Regions from separate parts of the Mus musculus genome. Here all the other regions are linked to region 1. A link is a contact called in public ChIA-PET, HiChIP or PLAC-seq and promoter capture Hi-C data. All regions are on one chromosome and are shown on one strand. Each heading gives the region's core, a stretch centred on a gene start, on an enhancer-like site or on the middle of the called end of the contact. The rest is flanking DNA. Distances are from core to core; before and after follow the strand shown. Region 1 holds the start of Crk (v-crk avian sarcoma virus CT10 oncogene homolog). Region 2 holds the start of Vps53 (VPS53 GARP complex subunit). Region 3 holds the start of Hic1 (hypermethylated in cancer 1). Region 4 overlaps Vps53 (VPS53 GARP complex subunit). Region 5 overlaps Smyd4 (SET and MYND domain containing 4).

Region 1 (2,836 bases), core at 132-2,631:
AACTCAATGGTCCTTGACGAGGAAACAGTGGGATAATTATTCTTGGTGTTTATCTGCTAGCCAGGTCTGTTCTCATATCCTGGAAGATTTTGACCACAACACCAACTTAGAGAGCAAGAAAAGACCCAGAAGTACGTGTCTGACACTTTTTAAGTAAATCCAGGGAGAATGAAGTGCCATTCACTTCCAAGGTTGTTCTCACTGGCTTATGCCTGTTTGTTTGTTTGTTTGTTTGTTTTCTAAAGGAAAAAAATCTTCCTCCACTAATCACTTTGAAACTAGAAACTCTAGTTGCAGCGGGCAGTTTTTTTGGACACTTAAAACCTCTTGGACACAATTTGCCTGCTAGGCTTCAATTACGCGGGGCTGGTCACAGAAGGATTTTTTTTCTATCACCAAGTCACTTAGTTCACCACCTTCCACAAGGGAAGAGCACGGTAAAGATATTTTGGAAAAATGCCCAAGAAAGGAAAAAGCTGACCGGCTTCCTGAGGGTGTCTCCATCCCTCCCAGCCAGCCAGTCAGTACGTGGTGACTTCCTACCGAAGGCCACCAGGGGAGTATGGCCAAACCCGGCTCTAACACTGCAGGAAACGTTTCAAGCCTAAAAGCCACTTGTAGGATTAGCAGAGCCATTCTGAGTACCACTGCCAAATGATGTCCCCGTAACATCCCCATTAACTCATTGTCCCCAAGTTGCCTAGCCCTGCCCTGCCCTTGGGCCTGACCCTGGCGCCCAGCCCCACCCCGGGGCCGCAGCAGTTCCCCTTCCCCGGCTCCCAAGGCACACCCAGAGGCCTCGGTGAGCAGCTCCTCCTCCCCCACAATCCCGCTCATCGGTGGGAACCAGCTTGCTCAGAAGACAGCTCCCCCGCCAGGTTCACTCTAGCCCTCTCTGCCCACGTCCCTCCTGCAGCAGACCAGGGTTCTACGGCCCTCACCCCCGCCCGGGCCTCCCACCCGCCTGTCCCTCACCCGGCGGAGGCTGAGCGGGCGACGGAGGCACTGGAGGGCGCGGGCCGCTGCTGTTGATGATGTAGTGGGAGACGCGCGAGTTTTCGGAGACGCTAAGCACATAGTCCCCGGGGCTGGTGCTCGAGTCCCGCACCAGGAACACCCCGTGCCGCTGGCCCTGCAATAGCGCCACCGCCTCCTGCCGGCTCAGGCGGCCCCAGTACCAGCTACTCCGCTCCTCCGAGTCGAAGTTGCCCGCCATGGCCGCCTCCGCGCTTTCACGCTGGGCCGCCGCCGGCACGCGCGCCCCTCCAGCCCTGGCGCCCGCCGCCCAGCGGACCGGCTCCGGTGTCAGCCTCCCAGCAGCGCCCGAAATGGCGGCGGCGGCCGCGGGCCTTCCCCACCGGAAATGACGCGCCCTCTACCCGAGGGAGGCTGCCGGGAAGGGGACCGACGCCCGCCATTGGGAGAAGGGAAACGGAGTCCTTGGGGCCCTCAGTGCGCATGCGGCGTCCTGGGCGTCGCCGCCAGGCCCAGACCCCAACCGCGGAGGATGGGGAGGCGGAGTCTAGGTCTAAGGGGCGGAGCCTCAACCTACAAATTGACTGATCCGTGTTTGACAGATTGGTAGCGGCCGGTCTTTTCTCCCAGAACCTACAAGTAGCAACACCAAGAAAAGGACTGAAGTTAAAAAAGATGATGTGGTCCGAGGATGATAGTCGCCCTCAAAGCTCCCTGACTTGCTGGTCTTTTCCCCGTGTTTCCTTCGGTTTCCCCCGAGGTCAGCTGAAGTTCTTGTTATCTATGAGCAGCCACAGATACCGCATTTGCCGCGCAGGTGCAGTGCTGACCCAGACTGGCTTTAAGTCACTGAATTCACACACCTATGGGAGGGACCAGGAAACAACATCTGCTATGGGGGCGGGGGGGGGGCAGAAACACAAGGAAATCAACTAAGTAGTCCTGGAGAGACCCAAGGGCTGGGTAAAGTGACTCATGACAGTTATCCCAACCTCTCAGGAGTTGAGACAGGAGGATCCCTGTGAGTCTGAGGCCCTGTATTATAAAACCAAAACAAATAAGAGGAAGGGGTCCACAGATAAGATGACCTAGGGTGAATGGTAGGATGTTAAATGAAGTGGGGAAGGGTACTCAAGGCAAAGAAAACAAAATGCCCAGCCAGGCCAAAAAAAAAAAAAAAAAAAAATGGAGTTCTCTCTATTGGGGCTCCCATATCCACCAGCCAGATTTTTTTTTAAACTCTCAGTTGTAGCCAGGTGTATCTCCTACTTTTACTTCCTTCATGATCATCTTCATCTATCTCAAAAAATTAATAAAAAAATGGGGGAGGGAAGGGTTTCTCTGTATAGCTCTTGCTATCCTGGAATTCACTTTATAGACCAGGCTGACCTCGAACCCAAAGATCCACCTGCCTCTGCCTCCCAGTGCTGGGATTAAAGGTGTGTGCCACCATTGCATAGCTGTTACTACTGTGTTTTGTATATAGTGAGACCCGGTCTCACTACAAAACCAAAGTTATCCTTAGCCTAGTCAATAGCTCCGGCCTTCCAGAGCTCCCACCCATAGTCTGGGCCAGCCCTGGGAGAGACAGCAGGGAAAAGGGCCCCTTCCTTGTTACCAGTGACTCATCTTGATCTAGCTTAGTCACCAGGAACTAGCAGCAGAAGCCATCCAGTGTAAATTCTGGCCCTTTGGGGCAAATGACTATCCTCTCTCCCTTTTCAGGACAGCTGAGCTTCAAGGCAAGACCTTACAAGAGACTCTGGGAAACAACAAATCCAATTCCCAGGATAAGTGAAAAGGAAAGAGAGATTTGGTTTGTTTGTTTGTTTGTTTGTTTGTTTAGACAAGGTCCCACTAT
Region 2 (2,836 bases), core at 189-2,688, 500 kb before region 1:
ACAAACACAAAAAAAAGTACCATATGTTGATTGTAGATGTGTGGGAAAATAAAGAAAAAATATATTTCCCTGTCATTTGCTTTTGGTTGAGACAGTACATTTTCCTTATCCACCTACTCTTCACCTTCCAAGTGTTGGGATTATAGGCTTGTACCATCACACCCAGCCAATTTTGCTCTCAGAAATAAATATTCTGCTTTCTGAAATACACTGTGCATATATCGCTATGTCATTAAATAATTGTCAAAATAATACTTTTATGAGTCAATAATATATGTGTGGAGGTTAGAGGGTAACTTGTGGAAGTTAGAACTCTCTTATCAACATGTGGGTTCGATGGATGAATTCAAGCATCAGGCTTGAGGGCAAATGCTCTACTGGCTGAGCCATCTTGATGTCTCTCACAGTCCTCCTGCAATTATATTTTAAAGCATTCTTTTGTTGCTGTTGCTAAAACTTATACTACTCACACATTTTTGGGGGGCAAACTAAAACAACAATAAAATTCCATTCCTAAAACTATAATGTTTTTTAAAAACTAAAAAAAAAAAAGCAAATTATATTATTCCTGAAGCAATTTTTATAAAACTATATGTACGGAAAAAAAAAAAAAAGTTCAGCAGGGCCAGATACTCCTCTGTCGAGGTTTTCACAATGTTGAACTGGTAAGGCAACCCTTCCCTTGGCTGCAATTCCATCATTGTTCCAGTGCCTGCTGGAAAAGCGGTTCCACAGGGCTATCTGGCTCCTCTTTTTGTAATGTACGCGGCTAAACACCCTAACATTTCCTGTACTACCTGCCTAAGTTTGCATAATACTTCCATATTTAATGTCACCCCATCTAACGTAGTGTAAGCAGGGCAGATGGGAATACTTTGTTCAAGATCATAAGGTTATCAAGGGTGTAAATAAGGATGTACAGCCCGGACATTCGGTCTCAAAAACCAAACACTTCCCAGCGTTGGGTCGCTTTTCTCCTTACTCCCCACCCTAGCGAGGAGGCTTCAGACAATTCTGCCCAGTAGATCCTTATCTAAGGAGCAGAAGCTCTCCCAAACCTCAAATGTCTTTGGCAACACTGCCACTTACCAGCTGGGGTCATTTCACTCCCGATGGCAGGGGGACACAGACTGCCCTAGACCAAGGGGATCCAGCGAGCGGGTTGCACGTTGGCTTCATGGCCAGCGGGGCTTATTGCCCATCCATTGGGACACTGCCGTGGCTACCGCTCTCTGGGGCGCCCGGGCGACACTACGGCGCTGGTGGGGGATGCGCCCTGGGCGAAGAAGAGAGGGCTTTCAATCTTAAGAACCCGCCGCGTGCGAACAGGGAACTTGAGGTTAAGGGTTGTCTGGAGATTTTCCAGGGACTTGACAGCCATGCCTGCGGAAGTCAGTCCTCCGCTATCCCAGAGTCCCCCGGTTCCCGGAAGTGCCCAGTTCTCCGGAAGTGCCAGGCTAGCCGAGTAAGTAGCGGCTCCCTCGAGCCCCGTACCTGGAGGCTTGCTCTTCTGGGGTCCTGGTGACAGACAGGTCGCGAGCAGGATTGGAGAGGGCGTCGGGGGCTGAGCGGCGGGATGATGGAGGAGGAGGAACTGGAGTTTGTGGAGGAGCTGGAGGCTGTGCTGCAGCTCACGCCAGAGGTGCAACTCGCCATCGAGCAGGTGAGCGCTCCACCCCCTCGGGAGGAAGCTGCGGTGGAAGGGGCAGCTCTAGGCCAGGGTCGAATCTCCCCTGCTAGGCTGGAAAGGTGGCGGTTCTTATGCTGAGCGGAAGTCTGGATGGTGGTAAAGGTGGGGATGGGTTTTTCAGCCTGGGGACCGAACACGTCTTCTCTAGGCTCTGTGTTTCCGAGGTTGTTACGCCCTGCTGAGTTTGGGCCGAGCTGTCCTCTTTGACAGGATAAACCTAGAGGGAGCCCCGTGACTAGAGAATTCGGATTATGGTTGATTTTAAGACTCTATTCATTTTCCAGCTAGTGCGGCTTCTTCCATTTCTCTGGTTAAACTCTTGGAGTGGTTTGGAATTGGCAGTGGGATACTTCCATTGCGGAAACGAATGACAGAATAGGGTTGTGGGGCGGCATACTGGAAAATGACCCTTGTGCTGGTGTGCGCGTGCGCGCGCACTTGACACTCGCTGGAGTCATCTGGGAAAAGGAAGCCTCAGTTGAGAATTGCTTCCATCAGATTGGCCCACGGGCAATCTGTGGGGGCATTTTCTTGGTTGATGCTGTAGAATGGCCCAGCCCACTGTGGGAGGTACCACCCCTGGGCAGCAGGTTCTGGATTGTATAGAAAAGCAAGCTGAGCAAGCCATGGAAAGCAAGCCAGTAAGTAACATTCCTTCGTGATTTCTGCTCCATTTCCTGGCTTGGCTTCACCTGATGACGACATACTATAACCTGTAATCCAAATAAATTATTTACTTTACAAGTTGTTTTTGGTCATGCTGTGTTATCACAGCAATGTAAAGCAAACTAAGACAAATCTGTACCATAACTAAAAGACTGAGGGCTAGTGAGATAGTTCAGTGGGTAAAGGCACTGTGCCACCAAGCCTGCTGACCTGAGTCTCTTCCCCAGGATCCTCAAAATAGAGGGAGAAAACTACTCCTGGACAAAACACACATACACATGCACACGTCTCCCCAACCTCTGGTCTACAAAGTGAGTTCCAGGACAGCCAGGGATACACAGAGAAACCTGTCTTGAAAAACAAAAAAATAAAGTATTAATGGTCCATATATGCTAATTATTAGTAGTAGAATTATTTTACTTGGGCTACCTTCCCAATAGCCATTAAATGAGACACACTCTTTCTTTCCTTTCTTTTTTA
Region 3 (2,836 bases), core at 102-2,601, 510 kb after region 1:
CTCAATAGCTTGGCAGAGGGTGTGTGTAGCTGGGACTCCTTTCTAAAGGAGTCAGAATAGACTAAAGGCAAATACGATATGGAACAGGTCCTCCAAAACAGCCCGATTCTGTCTCCGGGCTCTAAATGGGGTCGTCATGCGTTCACGGAGAGGAGGAAGCTGCACCAGGATGACCAGAGGAGCTCAGGAAGAAGGGGAAAGCAAAGTTAAGAGGAGGGGCATGGTGGTGCGCATCCTTGTACGTGGGAAGTAGACGCCTTTGTGAGTTCGAGGCTAGCCGTAGACTTGAAACTGTGGTGGTGGTGGTGGTGGGGCGTGGAGGAGAGGAGAGGAGAGAAGGGGAGGGGAGGGGAGGGGAGTACACAGTGAAACTTGGGCAAGGTTTATGTGGTTGGCCCCATAGCGATACAACAAGGGCTTGAGTCGGTGGAGAGGGATAGAACAAGAAGGAACTGAAGACCCAGCCGACCTCCTTATGGGTCAACCAGCGGATAAACTCCATTGTGTAAAACACATACAGAGCTTTCTCTCCAGACTCGCACGATCTAACCCCATTAAAAGGAGAAAACATTTAAAACAGAGACATCAGAGACACCCTTGCTTGTGGGAGAACTCAGAGTTGTCAAAACTCATCCCTAAGAGCACTTCTGGGGAGCCTTCTTATCCTCAAACGCTCCGTTACACTTCCGCTTCAGCCCCAAGGCGTATCCCTCGACAGAGATACCAAGGTACCTCTTCACTTCTCCTAGAGCTCAGAAATTGTGGAGTCCACCGTGGGACTGCAGTGTTTGTCTTGTATGGACACTGTACGGAGATACGAAGTAGTAAGTGGATTAGATGGAGGCGGAGCACACTGTCGCGGAAACCTGGTGAGCCTTGAAGACTCTTTGGACCAGAAGCCTAGGCCAGGCATAGAAGTCTCCTGCCAAAGAAACGCAGCCTCTAGGAGGCGCCCAAGACCTTGGTGTCTCACTGGTACAGCTAGAGGCCCGGCCGGCTGCCCCGGGCGAGTGACTCAGCCACTACCTCAAGCGGGGGAGTGGGGGCTCGAAGACAGCGTGGGGTGCGGCGAGCGTAGCCCCCACCCGCCCTGCGCCCCGCGCGGTTGCTAAGCTCTCCAAGGCCTCTGAGAGATGAGATCCCGGGAACCTCATTGGTTACCATAGTAACTCTGAGCCCCAGCCTCTCCGGCTTGGCCACGGAGGATGGCGCAGCCAATAAGAAGCTGTGGGCGGTTTGGGGGGACCCCCCCTATAGCGTGGGCGGGGGTCAGGAGGTGCGGGGAAGAGGCGGAGCGTGGGCCACGGAGGCGCGGTGCTTGCAACGGTGCTTATGCCTCCGCCCCGCTATGCAGGGACATTTCCGGTGAGCACCCAAGAGCTGGTGCACGCTCCCCTCCCTCCTAAAAGAGGAGTCACCAACATGAATGAGCTCTCCCTTGTGTGGCGTGTAGGATCTTTTTTTGAGGGGGTCTCAAGCCGCCCGTTCTCGTGATATCTCTCGAATGGTGTATTGGGGGGGGGCAAACTAAGATCCCTCAAAACTGCTTAGATGGGGGATTGGGGACTTGAGGGGCACGTCGCAAGGGGGCTCTGTCCAGCTATTTCCAATGGAGGGCTCTAGGGTCCTTCTGGAGACCCGCAAGTTCGGGGAGGGCTCTTTGGTAGGACCTCTACCCCGTTTCACGTAGTAGCCTCCGCAGTAGCCCAAGAAGTTGGGACTCCGGGAGGGGGTGGGCGGTCTGTGTAAACATGGCGCGCCCTTGTCACTGCTTGGACAGAGTTTGAGTGTGGACGGTTTATGATGTGCATACTGATAACATGTGTCTGAGGGAGAGTTGGAATGTGTCTCTCTCCACTGAGTCCAAGTGAATAATGGTGTTCAGAAATGTCTAATAAAAGCCGCCCCGCTCCTGCTCCGAACGTATGTACCTTCATCTCACTTAGGATTTCTAAGCTCGCCCTCTCACAGAATACTGTTCGTAGTGTTCCACCCCAACCCCTTTTCTAAGATAGGGTCTCAGGTAGTAGAGGCTGACCTTGAACTCCTGGTCCTCTTGCTTCCAACTCCTGGGTGCTATGCTAGGATGATTACAAGAATGCGCCACCATCCCTGGCTTAAGAGTTCCTCATTTGAAGACAGAACCTTCCCCTCCCCCCCCCCGAATTGGCGCGATATAACATATAAATATGTACTCGGGAGCACTCAGCACAAAACCCCCAGGTTTATGGGACTCCCAGGTCCGATATCTGAGTCTCCAGGTGGGCACATCTGGAAGCGCGCGAACCTGCAAGATCTGCTCAGCTCCGCATCTGCAAGCCTCTTGGCCCAGGTGTGCGCCAGAGGTCGCAGCCCAGCCGCACACAGTCCCCGCGTGGCCGCGAGGTGGCGCCATGGCCGCGGCAGCGTCTGCCGGTTCGGGCCGCTCCAGATAAGAGTGTGCGGAAAGCGCGGAGGGGCTGAGACGCGACCAGGACGCGGGGAGGACGGACCGGCAAGACAGACCGACCGGGGGCCCGGCGGGCGGAGGGCAGCGCACTGCAGCCACGTCCCCCCCTGGATCCGCCGGCAGCCGGGCCCGGGGCTTCCGACATGCCCCCCAGGTGGGTCCTCGAGTTGGCGACAGGGAAGGGCAAGGGACCCGGGACAATCTGGTCCTCGTGCGCCGGCTACCTCGGGAGCATCCTCAGGCGTGGGCGCCCGGGTCGCGGCTGGCGTTTGGGGCTCTAAGTGTCTTCCCTAGAGGACTCGGGACGGCTGGGCCGCTGCTCGGCGCCGGGTTCACGGCGGGGTCAGCGGCCCGGGGCCGGCTCTGCCCGCACATGGGCTGGGGAGG
Region 4 (2,836 bases), core at 160-2,659, 480 kb before region 1:
TCTTTTTAAAAAAGTGATGTATTTATTTTCACTTCATGTACATTGGTGTTTTGTGTGCATGGATATCTGTGTGAGGGTGTTGGATCTCCTGTAACTGAAGTTACAGACAGTTGTGAGCTGCCATGTGGGTTCTGGGAATTGAACCCAGGTCCTTTGGAAGAGCAGCCAAGTGCTCTTAACCACTGAGCCATCTCTCCGGCCCCTAACCTTTTTCTTATCATGAGTATTTGTTGCTGTTAGCTCTCTAAAGGTATCCTGTTTCCCGACCTCTCACAGGTTTACTACTTCGTCTTTGTCTACCTGGTCCCATGTTAACAGGACCTTAGGAGTGATAATCAGTAGGAAGGTCTCATTGTGCTGATTAACTCCACTTCTTGTGTCATGCCATTTGCCTCTTCAGAACACTCTGTGCCTCCTGACACTGAGTGAAGTCAAACACATTTTCTTACCTGCTGCTTGAGGCTGCCTTCAGTGTTTTCATACTCTGTCTCTTCGTTTGTACTGAAAACTTTCTGCTCTGTCACATGCCACGTGCTCTCTGACCCATGCATATCTTTGTACCTGTGTTAATTATTTATTATCTCTGTGACAAAGCACCCAACAAGAAGCAAATTAAGGGAAGAAGGGCTTATTCTGGCTTACAGTTGGCGAGGAGACATCTGTCATGACCCAGAAGGCACGGCGGCAGGAGCATTAGGCAGCTGGTCACATTGCATCCGCAGTCAGGAGGCAGGGAGAGGTAAAGGCTGCTATTCACTTCAGTTTCTTCTTTTTAGTCAGACTAGGACCCCAGCCTGTGTAGTTTAGGGAGGGTCTTCCTGCTTTCTTATCCTGATCTAGACAGCTCTGGATAATCCTGCTCACATTTGCCTCTTATCGGGTCACCCATCAGTCTTCTCTGTTAAGGCCTGAGTGCTTTTGTTTTTGTTTTGTTGGGGTTTTTGCTTCCCTTTTTTCCAGTTTTCACATTTTAAAGCTTTACCCATTTAAAGGCCAGCTCAAATACTGCTTTTTAAATAATGAAGTTTTATTTTTCCCATCTGAATAACACCAAAGGAATCATAATTTCAGGTCCAAGGAGACTTGACCTTTATCTGACTCTAGTCTTCTACAGAGGGGAGACAGATGTGTGCCCTTCCTACCTGTCACTTCTCAGCCCTCTGCTGTGCCAGGCCTCCGAGCTCATGCTCTTCCTTGGCTTGCCTATCCTCTTGGCTAGTTTGTAGACTTCTTGAAGGCAAGAACTCTTTTATTATCTTTACACTTCAGCTCAAATAGTCCTACATGCAACTACACTGAATATTTGGTGTGTCTTAGATTAGCTTGGGGCTTCCTGAATTCTAGGCAAGTGTGTGTAGCTCTATGGCTGAGCTACATCTCCAGCCTATGGTTCATGTGTGAATAGGCCCAGGCTGCTGCTATTTGGAATAGAACTACTGTATTGTGTGACCTACATTTAGAATGGCTCACCAGGAACCTTAAACTACTTGGGAGAGTCTCAGGTATGTGAAATTCTAAGAAAATGAAAAGAAGTTGATGATTCTTGAGGAGTGTTTGTTGGTCGTGCTGTGTTGGAGCACATCCTGGCCACTACCTGTGGGCCATGCTAGAGCAGCATGGGGGAGTGAGCCCCAGAAAGGGCAGGCCTCAGGAATGCCTCTCCCCACCTTCACGTGGTTGCCAGCAGGGCAGCTCGGATTTCAGAGAACAAGACCGTGTTTTCAAGAATGTTTAGATCACATTTCAGTCTGTGATGGAATTTTGTATTCATCTCCTTAGAATCCAGACAGAGAGGAAGCCCAGAAGAAATAATCGCTTTTCCTGTCATCTCCTCCATCTGTCTCTCCAGCAGATTGAAATGCAAGCTCGAGTGGGGACTTTCAGCAGAGCATGCTTGGTTCTGTCTTTGTCAGCTCCTAGGGATAGAACTGTGACTCTGGTGGGTGGCTTGCTGATGGGCATCTCCAGCTGACTGGCACAGACGAGGGGAATTACGGATGGGCCAAAATACTGGGCTTCACAGGTCAGGACACCCGTGTGCCCCTCTTCCCTGGAGCACACTCAGAGATTGCTTTCAGAACTTATCTTCTCAGTGGCTGAGAACACTCAGGACAGCAGCAGTAGGGCCAAAGGAAGGTGCCCTGCCCAGACAGAATTTCCCAAGCCCACCAGAGCAGCTGTGCTTTTTAACCTTGAAAAGCAAGAGACCGACCTTAGTGCATATCATGGAGTCTTATTTGAATTTGCTTGCTTTTTTGTTGTTTTTGGGTTTTTTGTTTTGGTTTTTTTGAGACAGGGTCTCATGAAGTATATTTTGGCCTTATGACCCTCAGACTTCCACCTCCCAAGTGCTAGGGTTACAGGTGCATGCCTCCAGACCTGACTTTTATGATCTCTTGAAAGACATTTTTAAGACATTTACTATGGGGGGAGAGTCATAAGCGTGTGCATCAGTGCATGGACTGGGATCAGAGAACAAGTTGGCAGAGTCAGTTCTGTCTCCTTTTCTATGGTTCAGGACTGAAGCCCAGCTTGTTAGAACCTCATGCTGCTCAGCCATCTCTTGGCCTTGTAAATTACATTTTTAGGAGGGAAGTTCTTTTGTGTTCTCTGTCTGTCTGTCTGTCTGTCTGTGTCTGTCTGTGTCTGTGTCTGTGTCTGTGTCTGTGTCTGTGTGTAGGCAGGAGATCAGTGTCTCTCCACCTTACTTTTTAAAGCAGGGTCTCTCACTGAACCTGAAGCTCACTGAGCTAGGCTGGCTAAACAGCAATCCCTTGAGAGCTACTCTCCAGCACTGAGATTATAGGTGTATGCTGCTGCTCCCATATTTTCTGGG
Region 5 (2,836 bases), core at 97-2,596, 280 kb after region 1:
GAATAGTTATCTGGTAATCAAGGGAAAGCCAAGGGCAGTTAGCTAGCTCAGGACCACTTAGAGCCTGAGCAAGGCTTGTTAAGACAGGAATCCTGTTACAACACAGATGTGCCCTTCCCACAGGGACAGAACCACGCACACCTGTACTGTGGCCTGGACACTCATCAGTGGCCAGACCTACTCCCTGAGATGGGAACAGAGAGAGGCTTTTGAGGAACTTTGATTAAAAAGAATTTATGCAAAGATAATAAGATATGTTCTCATAGTTCTTTGTCAAAGTCTATCCTAGTTAACACTGTAATCCTTCTTCTGTGCCATTAATGAAACAGCTGCTAATGAAATTCAATGAGAACACTCAACTGGGAGGTGTTGGAACCCAGGGAAACAATAAAAAGGGATATAACAAGATCAGAACTACGAATAGACTGAAACAGAATCAGATGGTAGGGAAAAAAGGAAGCTAACATTGCTGGTGGCACGTAATTGGTACTGCTCACCTGGAGGGCAAATCTGAGGTATGTATCAAGTGCCTTGAAAATGTTCATATGAAAATATTCTTAGCACTTAGCTTGTTTCTATTATTAAAAAACTAATTAAAATTACAAAAAGAATACATGGTAGTTATGTAAAAATTAGAAACTGAAAATTACAGAGAGGAGGACAGTTATTTAAAATACAATTAGGCAGGGCCAGTGGTTTTGTCATACTGTCTTTGCAGTGGCCCCTTCTAGTTCTATGTATGAAATTATTACTGTTGTTATTATTTGGACAGGATCTTGTTATGTAGACTAAGCTGGCCTTGAGCTCACCATCCTCCTGCCTCTGCCTCAGGCTCATGAGTGCTGAGATTGTAAGCTTGAGACTGATGTCCATATGGAAATTTTTACATAATTTATGGCAAGGGCACATGGTGATTTGTAAGCACTTCTTTTTATATTATATGCCATGGCCATTTTTTTTTTTAAATCTAAAATGCATTATAAATGTATTAAAAAAAAAAGAAAACCAGCCAGGCAATGGTGGCGCATGCCTTTAATCCCACCACTTGGGAGGCAGAGGCAGAGGCAGGTGGATTTCTGAGTTCGAGGCCAGCCTGGTCTACAAAGTGAGTTCCAGGACAGCCAGGGCCATACAGAGAAACCCTGTCTCAAAACAAAACAAAACAAACAAAAAAAGAAAACCAACTATATTAGTTATAGTTTCTGTTGTTGACATATAACATCATAACCAAAAACTATGTGGGGAGGAAAGGGTTTATTTCCTCTTACAACTCTCATGTGACATGCCTTCACTGAGGGAAGTCAAGGTAGGAACCTGAGACAGAAACTAAAGCAGAAGCCATTGAGGACTACTGCTTTGTGGTTTGTTCAGCCTGTGTTTTTATATACCCCAGGCCATCTGCCCAGGGTGACACCATCCTCGGTGACTTTCCACATCAATCATTAGTGAGACATACCTACATGCCAATCTTATGAAGGCATCTTCTAATTTAAGATTCCTTTTTCCAAGACATGCCTAGGTTTGTAACAGGTTAACAAAAACTAATCATGATATCAACAAAATGATACTGCCAATCTCATAGACAAATATATATATCTTTATTTAACTTTTAGAGAGAGGATATAGACTATCATTTTTGTCATGATAATGTGTTTGATAGTGTGCATTTATTAAGTTTCATGAAGAGGGTGTGGGTGTAGTTCAGTTGCTAGGCAAGCATCAGGCTCTGCATATATTTCAGTATGGAATGTCTCCTTTATAAAATAGAATCCTTTGTTTCATTAGCTATCTTGAGTTCTGCTATTTCATATTAACACCAATACCCTGGTTAACTTGTAATTCTATTTTTGCTTGGTTTTTTTGAGACAGGGTTTCTCTGTGTAACAGCCCTGGCTGTGCTAAACTCACAGAGATCCTCCTGCCTCTGCCTCCCAAGTGCTGAGACTAAAGGCCTGCCCATTACACCTTGCTACTTGTGATTTTTGACACGCCCAAATCCTCATATTATTGTTACAGCAGTCATTGTGACTGGAACACAGAAGGATGTTTGTTTTTCAAAACAGGGTTTCTCTATGTAGCCTTGGCTATTCTGGGACTTGATTTGTAAACTGGGCTGGCTTCAGACACAGAGATCTGCCTGCCTCTGCCTCCTGAGTGCTGGGATTAAATATGTGCACCACCACACCTGTCAAAAATACATTTTCTGGGGCTAGCAAGATGGCTTGATGGGTAACTCTCCATGTGAGCCAGATGCCTGCCCTTGGCTCAGTGCTGGTGCCATGCTTATGTGGTGGCTGGCATCAGTAAGCTCAGCATGCATAGGGCAACATGAGAGGCAGAAATAGAACAACCATCTTGAAGTTCATGTACAAAGTGTAGGGCAGAAACAAGAGACTGCCTCAAAAACAGGTAGAAGGGGAGACTCCGCTTCTGAAAAGTTGACTCCTAACCTGGATACACGTGCTGTGGCCTTTCTACAGCCCCTCTCTCTTTCTTACACACTAAAGTTTAAAAAGATTTTTCCCCTAGAATGAATGATGGGCTATTTTAAAGTTTCCTAGTACACTGTTGTTGTACCTTGTGAATAGTGTTCTTTTTTTTTTTTTTTAAGATTTATTTATTATTATATGTAAGTACACCCGTAGCTGTCTTCAGATGCACCAGAAGAGGGCATCAGATCTCATCACAGGTGGTTGTGAGCCACCATGTGGTTGCTGGGATTTGAACTTCGGACCTTCGGAAGAGCAGTCGGGTGCTCTTACCCACTGAGCCATCTCACCAGCCCCTCATATTTTTTTTAGGTGGGCAGTGTTGGCGCACAACTTTAATCTAAGCA

The links. Promoter capture Hi-C pulls out the DNA fragments that hold promoters and counts their contacts. ChIA-PET counts read pairs in DNA pulled down with a chosen protein or histone mark. HiChIP or PLAC-seq counts read pairs in DNA pulled down with a chosen protein or histone mark.
Region 2: a promoter capture Hi-C map of second pharyngeal arch cranial neural crest shows a contact between it and region 1. The contact joins the promoter of Vps53 here to the promoter of Crk in region 1. A contact is called at or near these places in 7 of 39 promoter capture datasets (cranial neural crest, embryonic stem cells, liver and 3 more), 3 of 115 datasets of contacts at active chromatin or transcription factors (craniofacial prominence, embryonic basal ganglia and memory CD8 T cells) and 2 of 9 other capture datasets (adipose tissue and liver).
Region 3: an RNA polymerase II ChIA-PET map of memory CD8 T cells shows a contact between it and region 1, with 15 read pairs. The contact joins the promoter of Hic1 here to the promoter of Crk in region 1. A contact is called at or near these places in 6 of 39 promoter capture datasets (the C10 cell line, cranial neural crest, liver and 2 more), 2 of 484 Hi-C or Micro-C datasets (CD4 T cells and embryonic stem cells) and 3 of 115 datasets of contacts at active chromatin or transcription factors (embryonic hindbrain, large pre-B cells and memory CD8 T cells).
Region 4: a promoter capture Hi-C map of cranial neural crest shows a contact between it and region 1. The contact joins the enhancer-like site here to the promoter of Crk in region 1. A contact is called at or near these places in 3 of 39 promoter capture datasets (cranial neural crest, liver and pre-B cells), 2 of 115 datasets of contacts at active chromatin or transcription factors (craniofacial prominence and embryonic basal ganglia) and 1 of 9 other capture datasets (liver).
Region 5: a contact with region 1 is called in an H3K4me3 HiChIP or PLAC-seq map of bone marrow-derived macrophages, with 2.7 times the contacts expected there. The contact joins the enhancer-like site here to the promoter of Crk in region 1. A contact is called at or near these places in 1 of 39 promoter capture datasets (pre-B cells), 1 of 115 datasets of contacts at active chromatin or transcription factors (bone marrow-derived macrophages) and 2 of 9 other capture datasets (adipose tissue and pancreatic islet).

What each region holds. Positions count from the first base shown.
Region 1 is chr11:75,677,804-75,680,639 of GRCm38.p6, reverse strand. It overlaps Crk (v-crk avian sarcoma virus CT10 oncogene homolog), which reads right to left and starts at 1,381. Exons shown (of 3, transcript NM_133656.5): 1 at 976-1,381. The coding sequence starts at 1,216.
Region 2 is chr11:76,178,240-76,181,075 of GRCm38.p6, reverse strand. It overlaps Vps53 (VPS53 GARP complex subunit), which reads left to right and starts at 1,438. Exons shown (of 22, transcript NM_026664.4): 1 at 1,438-1,663. The coding sequence starts at 1,577. It also overlaps a transcript of Tlcd3a not described here.
Region 3 is chr11:75,168,770-75,171,605 of GRCm38.p6, reverse strand. Hic1 (hypermethylated in cancer 1) reads left to right here and starts at 1,351. Exons shown (of 2, transcript NM_010430.2): 1 at 1,351-2,603. The coding sequence starts at 2,087.
Region 4 is chr11:76,159,289-76,162,124 of GRCm38.p6, reverse strand. All of the region lies in intron 4 of Vps53 (VPS53 GARP complex subunit), which reads left to right. All of the region lies in intron 1 of Gm46252 (a long non-coding RNA gene), which reads right to left. Among named protein-coding and RNA genes, the nearest start is that of Gm46252, 9.9 kb to the right of the region's middle. Within about 2 kb of position 1,409, at least 33 of the 459 cell types and tissues checked have an H3K27ac peak or open chromatin away from gene starts, as enhancers often do.
Region 5 is chr11:75,394,316-75,397,151 of GRCm38.p6, reverse strand. The region is part of intron 5 of Smyd4 (SET and MYND domain containing 4); the gene reads right to left. Among named protein-coding and RNA genes, the nearest start is that of Serpinf1, 27 kb to the left of the region's middle. Within about 2 kb of position 1,346, at least 22 of the 459 cell types and tissues checked have an H3K27ac peak or open chromatin away from gene starts, as enhancers often do. A contact at or near this core is called in bone marrow-derived macrophages, where this site is marked.